Regions from separate parts of the Mus musculus genome. Here regions 1 and 2 are each linked to region 3. The links are chromatin contacts, called in public Hi-C maps. All regions are on one chromosome and are shown on one strand. The core of a region is the stretch at or near the end of the contact, and the rest is flanking DNA. Distances in the headings are between cores, read along the strand shown.

Evidence for each region. Hi-C and Micro-C count contacts between places; a contact is called where the count stands out from the background.
Region 1: a contact with region 3 is called in a Hi-C map of cortical neurons, with 2.0 times the contacts expected there. The contact joins the enhancer-like site here to the promoter of 4930474N09Rik in region 3. A contact is called at or near these places in 1 of 15 datasets of contacts at CTCF or cohesin (large pre-B cells), 12 of 484 Hi-C or Micro-C datasets (bone marrow-derived macrophages, cortical neurons, embryonic stem cells and 1 more), 3 of 115 datasets of contacts at active chromatin or transcription factors (differentiating embryonic stem cells, embryonic basal ganglia and stem cell-derived neural progenitor cells) and 1 of 9 other capture datasets (embryonic stem cells).
Region 2: a Hi-C map of bone marrow-derived macrophages shows a contact between it and region 3, with 16 read pairs. The contact joins the enhancer-like site here to the promoter of 4930474N09Rik in region 3. A contact is called at or near these places in 1 of 39 promoter capture datasets (liver), 1 of 15 datasets of contacts at CTCF or cohesin (large pre-B cells), 2 of 484 Hi-C or Micro-C datasets (bone marrow-derived macrophages and embryonic stem cells), 1 of 115 datasets of contacts at active chromatin or transcription factors (embryonic stem cells) and 1 of 9 other capture datasets (embryonic stem cells).

What each region holds. Positions count from the first base shown.
Region 1 is chr12:99,833,762-99,838,367 of GRCm38.p6, reverse strand. All of the region lies in intron 5 of Efcab11 (EF-hand calcium binding domain 11), which reads left to right. Among named protein-coding and RNA genes, the nearest start is that of Efcab11, 47 kb to the left of the region's middle. Within about 2 kb of position 1,442, at least 59 of the 459 cell types and tissues checked have an H3K27ac peak or open chromatin away from gene starts, as enhancers often do. A contact at or near this core is called in cortical neurons and embryonic basal ganglia, where this site is marked.
Region 2 is chr12:99,786,859-99,791,254 of GRCm38.p6, reverse strand. The region is part of intron 5 of Efcab11 (EF-hand calcium binding domain 11); the gene reads left to right. Among named protein-coding and RNA genes, the nearest start is that of Efcab11, 94 kb to the left of the region's middle. Within about 2 kb of position 1,499, at least 98 of the 459 cell types and tissues checked have an H3K27ac peak or open chromatin away from gene starts, as enhancers often do. A contact at or near this core is called in bone marrow-derived macrophages, where this site is marked.
Region 3 is chr12:99,160,881-99,165,624 of GRCm38.p6, reverse strand. It overlaps 4930474N09Rik (RIKEN cDNA 4930474N09 gene), which reads left to right and starts at 2,817. Exons shown (of 2, transcript NR_038130.1): 1 at 2,817-3,082; 2 at 3,439-4,348.

The DNA.
Region 1 (4,606 bases), core at 193-2,692, 670 kb before region 3:
TTCTTTAACCCCCGAAGCCCTTGCTTACAGCTCTGATGAGGCCGCATAGAGCGCTAGCACGTCGCACAGGCAGATCCTGCACAGTTCATAACCGCCTGCCAGCTCCTCAGCTTCTTTACAGCCTGCCTTCCCCAGTGGCGGCACAAACATTCCCTGAGGTCAGGAACATAAGGCCAGGTGCACCTTTGCTTTTGTCCACCTTAATGCTTCCGTGGCTGTGTGCACAGACTTAGTTCCTTTGGTACCGGTAGCAAAAACCCTGAAGACTTAGCAAGGGACAGGAGACCTTCCTCATTTCTAGGGACCCCTTATGCTCTACACCCCCAAAGTGATTTTTTAAGGTCAAAAAGTTCCATAAAACTGTTAGATTTACCCAAAAGATACTACCGTTGTTTTATCTTGGTTCCAGACATTTTCCTGTCACCCACAGGGATGGCTTCTGTATGTCTATATGAAGCTGTTTAAGGGTGGAAAAGGAAGTGCCCATTTGCTACAAGGGACAAAAAGGTGGTACCAAGAGTTTGTTTAGGTACTGAGTTATTCTACAAAATTTTATCAGGCCGTGCTGGGTCTTGGGCTTACAAAGATGTACTCTAGGAGAGCCTGAACACATCAGAGTCTGTGGGTTTAAAGAAGCCGGATGCTGGGTGAGGATGTAGCTCGGTGGTAGATTGCTTGCTGGCATGTGTCAGGCCTTGAGGTCAACCTCAGTGACCACTCCCCAGAAAAAAATCTTACAGAAGCTGCAAGATCCTCCCACCATGTCGAAATTAATAAATGGTCCTGTTGCCTAGATTTAAATGTATTATAAATTTATAAACGTAGGTTATAGGAGTATCTGTCATTTAGTTGAACTGAGAGTTTTAGTACATTTTCTGTGTTTTGGCTCAGAAGGTTTCTGTCCAATGATAACCGTGAAACACCTGATGGTGAAGCGTTTGCTAATAGAGAAGTTAAAAACACCAGAGCCAAGTGTACCCTCTTTAAGAACTAGCACAGCTAACGGCTTTGCCATGATCAGGTCTTTGAGATTTGGCCTTTACAGTGCCTTGGACTTGAATAATGGAGATGCTCAGGAATCATCTACAACATCCCTTTGCACAGCTCAGAAAATGGAGCCTGAACTAACGCTTGTGTCTACCCAAGGTCACGTAGGTCGGATCCTAACTGGGATCAACTGACTTCCAATTCCACGATACTGTGTTATTTTCCTCCCTGACTTTGACACAGTGAGCCATTTTCCATGTAAATAAAAACAACTGTACCTTGTTCCGCCTCAGTAAACGTCCATACTAAATATGGAATGCATTCCTGCACAATTGCACAATGCAAACCCGGCCTGCTCCTGAGGCAGGTAATTAAGGAGCTGCTGTATCCATGGCAGAGCCCGGCTAGGGAAGGCAGGGCACACCAGGCTCTGAATGTGCAGTTCTCAGCCAGAGCCAAGGAGCGGTGGCATGGCTGTGCCCAGGAAGCAGACAGGCTTTCATTTGCCGGTTGGCTCGCCTGCTTCTTGTTTCTCGCTAGATGAATGGCATTGTATGCCGCAGGTGTATTAGTAATTTCTGAGTTTGTTCCCCACTAAAAATGACCTCATTGTTTTCTGCTGCTTCTCCATAATTATACAGGAACAGGAAAATAAACCCACCCTGAGTACAGTCCGAAGCAGAAATCTTGTGTTCTTTATGCAAGTTTGATTTATAGACGTGAACTGCAGAGCAGAGTGACGAGGAAACATTCATCTTCCCATTGCTCGTTGCCATGGCAACGGAGTACACAGAGTAGTGTCATTCCAGTCCTGGTGATGTCTGCAGTAGTTTATTCCTTTGTTGTGCGCGTTTCTTAAGCAACTGCCTCGCGTTCTCCCATCATTACAATTAATCATGCATGCACGTCCTTATCTTTCATCGCACATAGAAAGTACTAAAAAATGCATGACAGAAATAGGGAGAATTTAAATATGAGTGTGGCTTTAAACATGCATTTATAATTTCCCCCTCTCAGTCCCTTTGGAAAAATAGGTCATGTAAAAAAGAAAAACTTGTATTAATGTATAGACGTTCCAATGAGGAGAGCAAGGCAAGCCTTTGAGGAGAAGCCAGGAAAGCTTACGGAACGTTACATCCTGAGACCCCCAGAGTGTCCACCTGAGTCACTTCACATTTTGAGTAAAACTTTTCCCTGTCCCCCCATAAAAGCTTCTGGAGAATCTTTTATTTTTATTTATTTATTTATTTATTTATTTATTTATTTATTTATTTATTTATTTATTTATTGGTTTTTCGAGACAGGGTTTCTCTGTGTAGCCCTGGCTGTCCTGGAACTCACTTTGTAGACCAGGCTGGCCTCAAACTCAGAAATCCACCTGCCTCTGCCTCCCAAGTGCTAGGATTAAAGGCGTGCGCCACCACTGCTCTGGCTGCTGGAGAATTTTTCATAAGCGACTTCTGTTTCTCTACTCTCTTGAATTATCTGAACATCCTTAGTGACTGGTAGGTAGACATGGCAGATCTGAAAGACTAGGAGTCCTTTGGTTTTTTTAAAGGCTCATAAAGTTCAAGAATCTACCATAACACAAGTAAAGGAATTCTAGTTATTCTTTCTTCTTTCTTAAATCTTTCATCTTCTGCTTGAGTCAGGGACTTAGTTATAGCCCAGGCTAGCCCAGGACTTAGATATAGCCCAGGCTAGCCTGGAGGCCCTGAGATCTTCATGCTTCCACTCATAGGTTGCGCCACCATGCCCAGACTTTCTTATTCTTTTAAGCAAAATAACTTTACTCTAGTCGTATCTCATTTGGTTCTGAGGAGATATTGTGCCTACTAATTGTGTGTTGGTTACTCCCTGCCTTTTGGGGGGCTTTGGGCATTCCTTTGGTTAAAAAAGCATGTTCTAAAATAACTGGGTCTACATCCTTGGTCTTGCTTATTAGGGGAGACCTTTTAAAAGAACCTCAGCTTGTCTTAGTTTCCCCCATCAGTGCAGTGAGTAACTCTAAGATGTGGATGCCAACAAGTGCTTGCCGACAGAAGCCTGTTAGAGCTGCCTCCTGAGAGGCTCTACCAGTGCCTGACGAATACAGAGGTGGATCCTCACAGCCTACTATTAGACTGAGCCTAAGGAAGGAGCTAGAGAAAAGACCAAGGAACTAAAGGGGTTTGCAGCCCCATAAGAGGAACAACAATATGAGCTAACCAGTATCCCCAGAGCTCCCTGGGACTAAACCACCAACCAAAGAAAACACATGGAGTGACCCATGGTTCCAGTTGCATATGTAGCAGAGGATGGCCTAGTCGGTCATCAGTGGGAGGAGAGGCCCTTGGTCCTGTGAAGGCTCGATGCCCCAGTGTAGGGAAATGCCAGGACCAAGAAACGGGAGTGGGTGGGTTGGTGAGCAGGGGGAGAGGGGAAGAGGATATGGGATTTTCGGAGGGGAAACCAGGAAAGGGGATAACATTCGAAATGTAAAAAAGAAAATATCTAATAAAAAAAGAAATGTAAATAAATAAAATATCCAATTAAAGAAAAAAAAGACTAATGTATTGTTGGGGAGTGGGGGAGAATTCACATAAAGGACTTATGGGATAGGGACTCAGTTGGCAGGGACTGTGGTCTTGGTGGTGTAACTGCTATTGCTATGACTGACTACCAAGAGCCAAAGCCTGAGAACTCAGGTGCAGTCAGTCTCCTTCAGCCCCAGCCCCAAAGATACTGAACTGTTCCCAGCTCTGCCTTCACAAGCTAAGGCCAACGCTTTGCTCCCCCTGGGCTATCTGGACGTGTTTCCTCTCCATATCTACTAAATCCCGAAGCGAAGCTGCGGCATGGGAGTCCTCGCTGTGAAATTCTCACCCATCACCATTCAGGGTGAACTTCCGTTGTTGTTGTTGTTGTTTGAAATTTGGATGCACCCATATACTGCAGCTTGTTCAAATTAACCTCTTCCCTCCCCTTCTGGGAAATACAATCTTCACTCTATAATAACAAATTCAAGAGACTAAAGATTCACAGTCTAGAGTAGTTCTCTTCCCAAATCCCCCATCCTGTTAGTTTAGGACACAAAGCCTTATCAAATGAATAATGTGAGGCGTGGGCCTGCCTGCCCCCTTTTGTCATCATGGGATTATGTGTGTATTTCTCCCACTCTCAGAGTTCTAAGACAAGCATGTCACCAGCTGGGGGAGAGAGGGCTCTAAGTGGCTCCTGCTCATCTGTAACTCTTTGTTGAACTCTAAGCACACCTCACACCGAGGATAAACTGTTACCGTTTATATCTTACATTCACCAACTCTTACTCTATCCCTCCTACCATGATCCCCTACCAGTGTCACGTGTTCTCCTTCTCCCCCTCCCTCTCCCCCTCCGGGCCCTATCTCCGCCTCCCCACCACCACCACCACCATGTATAGGGTCATTTACTGGAGCACGGGTAGCCTCTCAGGCTGCATCCTGAAGAAAATTGACTCTTCTTTCTCAGCAGCCACAAATTGCCAATAACTCCTCAGCCAAGGGTGGGACTTCCTGACCACCATTACTTTTCCTGCCAAAATTTTGTCTAGGTTAATAGTGTCTGGCTATGATCAGGATTTGATTCTCTTTTTTAAAAA
Region 2 (4,396 bases), core at 250-2,749, 630 kb before region 3:
CGCACAGACTTAGATGCTAAAACTCATGCTTTTAACCATGCCAGGCCCAGGCCATTTAACCCTAGGAGTATAATGCAAGCCTCATGGAAGTCACAGTAGTGACGAGAAGTTAGAGAGTAAAACGGCAGGAGGGGACCACTCTGGCAGCCACTTGGATCTTCCTGGCTACCCTTTTTAAAGACTATATTCCATTGCTTCCCTCCAAGCAAAGTGGAATCTCTGGTGTCTGGTGGGTCATATTCCTCGCCAAGCTGAATTGAACACTCCGAAGCGTGGCAGTGAGGGAAGGGACCGTGGAGATATTTTAATGTCACTGGTCATATTTACATCTCCTTAGCATATGACTTAATGAGACCTAATGTGCACATGTTTGTTTCTGTAAAGAAGCAGCCAGGCTCTATCCGGGTTTCAGTCTCGGAGAGGCTAGTGAAAGGTCTGAATCCCGTTTTCCTCCTGGTTTCTAATTGGTCCCTGTGAGGGAAGCCAATTACTTAAATGAAATGGGCTTCAAAGGCTGGGGACGAAGAGTAGTTAGCCCTGGCTTGCAGGTTCGCCTTTCCTTGGCTACAGAAAAAAATAAGCAAATGTCAACTTTCATGTGAACACTTGGAACAAGGAGGTGCCGTGGAGGGTGACAGGACCCAGCCTCCCCGGATGCCCCAGGCTGGCAGCTCACTCAGTGCTGGGGTGAGCTGGGGGAGCTCCCAGCTCCAGCTTGTTCAGGAGTGTGGCTTTAACTGTGTGGCCTGGTTTATCTTGAGGTACGCTTATAAATGCTATAGCACGCTTACTACAGGCTGGTTCAAATTTTTCCCACTTGGTAGAAACAAAGGAAGTAGAACCTCTAGCGAAGAATGGGTTGCTTTCTGGATGTTTGGGAGGTTGACTCTAAGTGGTAGCTTAAGTTCCTTCCCAGGCTAGTCCACGGGACAACTTTTAAGCCTTTGTGTGACTAACTTTAAACCTGTGGATTCTAACAGTGTTAAAGAAAGAATGGGGGGGGTGGAACAGGACACTTTTCTCTGCTTTTCTGAACCAGGATCAGCCTTAGGGGGTGGGGTGTCCTCCTCCCTCAGAGGTCCCTAGAATTACAGAGCATCATTGAAGATACCTGCCACTTCTTCCCTTTCTCCAACCTGTCCAGGCTCTCGTTCCTCAGTGGAGCTAGTCTCAATGTTAGTATTTTGATTTAACTGTTTCATACAAACACATAAATAAACAGTTCCTCAGGTTCTACCAGAGACATGTGCATTATTTAAATAAAATGCTTAATCATGTGCTTATTGAGTCATGCAAGCACAGAGAGAATCAAAGAATAATGTGAACGAGGCACAGATCACAAGTTTGGAGCCAGCTCGGGCCAGATAGTGAGATCCCATCTCAAAACAAACCAGGCCATGCAGGGGAAGTTCTTTAGAAGCCACAGTCACAGAGCTGTTGGCCGAAAACACTGACAGGGAGCCTGCTGCCTTGAGAGTCCCCAGCCAGCTCTGCCAGTCACCACTTCCTCCTTTGTGTTGTTTATGGCCCTTTAGGTCTCAGAAAATGCCCCATGGCAGCATCATTGTGCTGGCAGCAGTCTGGACTCCCGGTAGTGGGGAGGCCTCTAGAGGACTGGGTATTGCCCTGAGTTCTACATAAGTCACAGAGCATCAAAGGTAAGGGAGACATTGTCTGTCAAAGACACAGGTGCTGGCCTGAAGGAGAAGGCTGAGGCAAGGAACCAAATAGAGGAAAATTCTAGGGATTGTTGAGCAATTCAACCCCACAAATTGGTGATGAAAGCAAGTAGATCAGATTCCCCACTTCACACTTAAGTTCACAGCCCAGGGGGAAAATTGACCTGGGGTGAGAATCATTATGGGTGGTCTCTACCTGCCAGCCTCCAGAGCCAATTGTGAGTGAGCAAACCAGGGAACCTGAGGTCAGTGTGCCTTCTCTAGGGTGCCGTGGTGTAGCAGAGACCTGGATAAGGCTTGGAGAAATAGTGGGAACAATGAACTGAGCCTGGGGCAGGCTTCTCAAGAGACTTGAGTTGTGTGTGAGACTCTGGGGGGAAGCACCCTCCTGTGCCTTCAGGGAATTGCTAGGAAGACTTGGAAGAGGAGATACTGTCTACAGGAGGGAGACCCTGAGAAGACAGACACAGCTGTCCTGTAGGCCTCCTAGACCACCACAAGGGTTTTATCCCCAGCGTGTGGGACTTGATCTTAAGAATCTTAAACCAGAGAGACGGTTTATACTGTGTGGCCCTGACCATTGGATTAGCTGGGGTTGAGAGCTACAGGATCTTCGTGCGGGTGGTTGAGATCTGAGGGAGACCAGAAGGGGCCATTATCCCACCATGCCATTTGGGGTATGTTCTATTTTAGATATATTTCTGATTATCACTTACACCACGAATGAACTTCTATGATTGAAAACTCCATCTCTTTTGAAACTCAAGTCTACTAACAGCCTGGCAGAATTGTAGCCTGGATAACATTTTGAAGAACCTTCCTTTTCAAATTAGGTGCCCCTTCCCTTTCTCCATGCCTCTGTCCCCATCAGACTACTGGATGGTTCACCCGTCATTCTCTAACAACACCTGCTTTCAAAAGTGGCTCTGTCCAATGTGACCTATATGAACTTGATGCAATTTTGAGCCAGCTTGTCACCTTCCTGAGTATAACATGTGGTCAGTTTAACTTTATTCACCTTAAGTGAGAAAAGGCGTCTGTTGGCTCTGTCTGCTGAATCGTCCAGACTAGCTTTGGCTGTAATTCCACCGGGCTTCCTTCTTTCAGCCTTAGCCTCACTGTGATCTTGGACCAACTCCCCCCGAGGCTGTCACGGTGCCTGCAGCAGCTCTAGGCCTCCACTCACAATCTCATCAACCCGGGTTAAGAGTGTTGTTCTGCTCAAGGGCCAGAATTTCTGGGTTCTCTCTAGTGTGAGACACCTCTAAGTCGATGGTTAGGGCAAGGGTGCCTAATAATTTGAACAGTAGTCCCAGGTAGGGCATGTGGCATCTCTGCTTAGTGGCAGAGTGCAGCCCTGGAGCTTTTGGGTGCCATCTACCTCCAGAATCACAGAAATCCTGGAGGCAAGAATAGGCCAAGGCCCCCTGGGTTCTAAGGATGCCCCTAACACTGCCAGCAGCAGCAGACTTGAGAGTTTCAGTCATGTGACTCCTTGTAAAATGTTAAAGAAAATGGGTATCAGGTGGTACAGGCCTGTGTTCCAGCCTACTTTCGAGGCTATGGTAGTACGGTTAGAAGTTCAAGTTCAGCCTGGACAATTTAGTGACATGCTGTCTCAAAGTAAAGAAAGGTGGGCAGATTGCTCGGTGGTGGAATAGTGGCCTAGCATGAGTAAGACACTACATTTCAATACCCTGTGCCAGGCAGGGAGGAAATAGACAGGAAAGGAGTTGCTTTAGAGAGAATAGTGGGGTCATTCAGGAGGCTCCACAATGTCCCCACAATCAGTCCCATCCTTGGCATTCTTAGTTGCCTTTCCACTGACAGTTTCCTGGGTCATGACGATGGCTTTTGAAGCTGGAAGTCGAGAACACTCAAAATTAGCTAAGTGGGGTGAGGCAGGGTGCAGTGACAGAAATTTTCTACACAGTATTTGGAACAAGTTACCAACAAACAAACTGTTCGCCACTGTATGTATTGAGTAACCTTTGAAACTAGACTTCAGCAGTAGAATGAAATCATGCAGTATGGGAATTAGTTAAGGAGAAGTTTGATGGTCTTGTTTTTCATGTCTTACCTAGGACTAAAGATGTGTGAAATTCATGAAAAGGGATTCTTTGAAATTTGTGAAATGGTAATAGTGTTTACTTGTCTAACACACGGCTCTGTAGGCATCTTCAGAAATATTTCAAAAGCAGGCATAGTATTTAACATTTAGAAATTTATACCCTAGGTCCTTTTTCTGCACCCAGCCATATTCATTGAGACTCACAGAAACAATAGCAGAAATGGGCGCATGTGCATCCTTGCCCACAAACACCTGTCATGTGCAGGGGGATTTCGGGTGGCTGGGACAGAAGAACTCCCATTCCTCAGAGAGAGGAAAATGGTCTGAATGGAAGGAAAGACAGAGAAATGGAAAGCAGCCACAGGCTGTTCACCACCTCTTCCAGCAGGTGAGGCTACTGGGAGGAGCGTGGAGCCCTAGTGCCTGCCGAAGTTTTATTTCACATTGAAATGTTGCATAGTCTTTTGCCTGAAAGAAATTCAAGAATAAGCTGGAGGACAGCCTACTGAGGGTGAGGAGCTTCCAAGGTTGGCAAGGAAGAGAACATCCCCAGTGCCAGAGCAAGGTCGCATGTGGCTTTTGTTAGTTTTATATCTTTAAACAGGGTCTCATGTGTACCACGCTGGCCTTGAACTCCTGATCCTCC
Region 3 (4,744 bases), core at 1,568-4,067:
GGTTGGTGCTTTTTAAAAAAAAATTTTTTACCTTTAAATTTATTTATATATGAATGCATACCAGAAGAGGACATTAGATCTCATTATAGATTGTTGGGAGCCACCATGTGGTTGCTGGGAATTGAACTCAGGACCTCTGGAAGAGCATCCAGTGTAACAGCCATTCTTAATCTTACATTACACTTCCCTGTGTCTTTTAAAAATATTATAAGAAGTAACTTAATAGTCAAATTAAATGATAACTATTTAAGAAATGAAAGGGAGCCAGGTGGTGGCAGTGCACACCCTTGATCCTAGCACTCGGGAGGCAGAGGCAGATGGATCTTTGTGAGTTCAAGGCCAGGGTGTTCTACAGAGTTCCAAGACGCCCAGGGTTATACAGAGAAAACCTGTCTCAAAAAAAAAAAAGAAAAAGAAAGAAAGAAAGAAAGAAAGAAAGAAAGAAAGAAAGAAAGAAAGAAAGAAGAAAAAGGAAGGAAGGAAGGAAAAGAAGGTAAATAGGAGTTGGTCTACACCCCTAGTGAACCTCAGTGTCAGGGGTATTGGGAAATCCAAAACTAAGGTCTATGGAGTTTACCACAGAGCAGCAGGGACCACATTGCATTGGTAAGAAAGACCACCATTCTGAGAAGGGAGGGAATGTGCTGAAAGCATCAGCCTGGCTCTTGCATGTGGCCCGGTTCTACCTCATCTTCACTGCATAAGATCCTAGGGCTGGTAAGGAGCCTCTTGGCAGTCTATTGGGCTGAGCATCTGTAGCCTTGCTGTCCTCAATAGTAATAGACTGGAGTAGAAGGCAGCTCAAGGGTCAGGAGGAGCAACAGGCTCCTTTCTGTGCACAATGACAGGCAATCGGTATCGGATGAGACACCCCTGTCCCCCTCCCAGGAGTTTGGGGGTTGACACAGCAACACCTGCCTTGCACAGCAACACCTTGTAGGCAGGTGCTATAAGAGGAGTTAAAGATGCCAAGTGCTCTTGCTTCACGTTGGCCTTGGGCCTGCTACATAGGTGCTTTCCTGTTTTGGCAATGTTTACGGTCCTATATGTTTCCCTTGCCAGTGGATAGACCTGTACTCAATAAAAGGCTGCCTTCTGTTTCTAACATGAAAAGACATTGGAGATGGGGCTTGAAGCCCTGGAAGGAATCAATACTCTTATAGTATCCTGAGTGCCTCATGTTGTGGGTCTTCAATCCTGAGACTCTGCCCCTCAAACCTCTAAGTGTTACCTAGAAAGTCCATACTTGAAAACCTCATGTGAGGTTTCCCTCCAACCGCATCTTCTCCACTCCAGCTACTAAATGAGAGCACATCAACAAAGCAAGCAACAAACTCTAGCGAGGACATGCACTCAAGGGCACTTGTTCAATGAAGGTGGGAATGTCCTGCCACTAGGGACACCAAGACAGACTTGCCGCAAGAACTAAAGCTAGCTCTATCATATGGCCCAGCTGGACCACTCCTGGGTCTTTACTCAGTGGAGTCCAGCTTAGCACATCCCAGGGATGCTTGCGCATCGATGTTTATTGAAGCACTAACCACAACAGATACGTTGCAGACCCAACCCAGCAGGATAAAGAGTGGTGTATGCGTACGCAGTAGGATGTTTTTCAGTCATAAAGAAGGACGGCGTTGTGTTGTTTTCAGGAAAATGGATACAACTAAAGATAATCAGAGTAAGCAAGGCATGCCAGCCTCAGGCAGATAAATCCAAACCTTGCTAAGGGAAAGAAGCCAGGCAAATGTGGTTACGCGAATCATTTCATCCACATGTGCAGAAGAGATAAAGGCACAGTTTCACAAAGTGCACTGGTATGTGCTCTAGGCAAATAAATGTAGGAAAGGAGGAACGGAGTGTTATGTTGGGATCTTCAGTGTCCCCTAAGGGTTTATAGGCTAGAGACTTGGTTCCCTTTGAAGGGTGTATTATGGGAGTTAGATCCTTGAGTCTGGAGAACTGGAGAGCTCTCCTTTCTCTCTCGCTTCCCGGGTCACAGTGATGTTACTACACCTCCTCTTCCACACGTTCCCCCAGAAGGCTACGCTGTCCTGAGCGTGGGAACAGCTGCTTAGGATTCAGGTCCTTCCTAAAAGACTGACAAAGAATTGAACTCCCAGGAACAAAAGAAGTGAAGGCTCAGAAAGAGTGAAAGCTGGTGTTTATTGAAGCAGAGAGAAAAGGCGAAGAATAGCCTGGAGGGTAGGGTCCCCGAGAAGCTGGCAGGCCGCCAAGTGGTCTCTGAACGCCATGGCCCCTTGGGACACTCCTTTCATTGGTCCTCGCTCCCCGCTTACCATTTCACCAGGTAGGATAGAAATAACCCCAAACACATGGCCTTGTTTGATGGAGGGCTTTGATGGAGGGCTTTGACAGATAGGTGGCCTTGGTTACTAGACACAATCCAGCTGTGATGTGGGAGTGGCCTCTCTCTTCCTCTGACCCTTTCTCTGGCTTCCTACTCCTTAACGACACAGATCCGAAGCAGCAAGGCCGAGGGAGCACAGACCGAAGCTGCCGAAACTGTGAGCCAGAATCAACCTTTCTTCCTTAGGATTTTCAAGATCTCGGGTACCATATTCCACAACTGACAGCTGACTGACGCTGGCAGGAACTGTTTAATGGGACAGATTTTTCTTCTGGGGAGGAAAATGAATGGCAGGGGACACATTAAGGGAGAAGAACTCATTCCATTGTTTGAAGTAGGGTGTATATGCAACTCCATGCAGGGTCCTGGGATTCTAGCTGCATTGTTAGAATGGAGAGTGCATAGCCTGAGCCAAGTAGACTCCTGGGTTGCTAAGAAACCTCGAATCTTGCCTGCCTCAAGGAAAGAAGACCAGAGAAACACCCCGGAGGAGGCTCGGTCTGGAATGTAACTATGGGAGGCACATGCTTTCTAGAATGTTCAGATCATAATGAAGCAGATTGTGATAGGCCAGGAAGCTGTGATCTGGACACAGCTCTCCACAGACACAATGAAGAGCCTTGGCAGATCGTGAAACGTGTCAGGCTTCCCTGCCTTCCTTTAGCTTGGGGTTCCATCTAGTTCAGACAGTCCACGGGGCACCAGGGTTAAAATGTAAGTCACTGCAGCTGACATCTGGGAGGAAGTAGAACACCTCTGTGGAGGGGATGATAATGGGAGAATCTGGAGAAGAGACAAGAGCGTCTCCAGATCACGTGACACTTCGGGAAGCGAGAGGGCGTGGCTCGGGACGGAAGTGAGCCTGAGAATTTGGGCAGCTCTATCTCCAGTTTTTCCTTTTACCTAAAAGCGGCCACTCAGATTGTGAAGCAGAACTTGGCAGGGGTGGGGGTAGCAGCTTCCTCCTGGTTTCCCTGGGGCTGGTGGTGTTACCATGGTGATGGAAGGGCAGTTTGTTGTATGCCTTTGCGCTGTGACTACTCCCCCCTTTGTTCTTCTCCCAACTATAGGTGTTTCTTCCAGAGCTACAAGAAAGAGCCAAGTAGGGGATTTCTGTGCTCACCTCGGGAACGGATCTCCTTCTCCTCTGTTAACCTTTCTATCCTGTGAGGGAGTCAGTCCCTGGATTATAAATTCTGGATTATAAATTCTGAGGCGCTTGGTTCCTGTTTCTTGAGGGGAGGCAGAGACACCAAAACCTTTGAAATAAGACATACTGAATGAGAACAGAACAAAGTTGGGTCTGTCCCTTTATTCTGTTTCTGGCAGTCGTGGTGGAGAGATGCTTTCTGGGAAGAACTCAGTAGTTGCCTCTGCTGAAGTCAATTTCTAAAGGTTAGGGATGTGAGCCTTTTTAACTCACCCTGTATTAACTCATTCCGGCCATATCATTCATGTGAGCTCCTTGAAGCCCTTATGGAACCTATTTATTCTCTCAGACATTATTGGATTCCAAAGGGTAGAGGCAACCCTGAAGACGTGTGGCTGCGTTCTGCCCTCATCCATCAGCCGTGGACTCCAATGGGGATGTCATGTTCTCCATAGAGGCATCTCTGCTGGGCCTCTTTCCTTGGCTCTGCGCAAGAATCTATGACCCTGGAAAAGTCATGCAATCTCTCAGTGTAGGCTTCCTAGACTAACAGACAGAAGCAGAGGCTCACGGGGCAATAGGTTCTGAAGGCTGGGACTGTACCCCAGTCACTGTTGCTCCTCCAGGGCCCGAGATGGTCCTTTGCATGTCATCGTGAGTCAGGAAATGGCTGTCAAATGGGAGAGAGAAAAAAGAGGCAACAGAGCACCAAGCCCAATGACCTAAGTTTGACACCCAGAAAACTGTGGAATCAGAGTCTCAAGTCTTGTTATTTGTCCTCTGATCTCTATGTGTGCCATGGTACATGAAAACACACTAAATATATGTTTAAAAACAGGTTTTTTGTTTGTTTGTTTTATATATATATATAAGAAAGCTTTGATGGTGATCCTTCCATACCAGCTGGAATTGTTGACAAGTAACAGGCACCATCTCAACTGAGCAAATGGGGACTCCACAACGCCCATCACTGGGAAGTCTTTGGGCAGAGCTGTTTTCTGAGTGACTGGATCCCAAGGGCTCTGTGAAGCCACCAGAGAGCTGAGAGCTTTGGAGGTTGTTAGGGGCTGAGGATTCATTGGGGATGGGTAGCTCTATTTCAAAGAGACCACCTCGGGGTGGGGGTAGGGCTGGAGTTAGGAGGTGAAGCTCTGTGCACAAAAGCCTGGGGTCTGATACCCAGCATCAACCAGGCATGGTGATGCACACCTCTAATCAAACGGGCA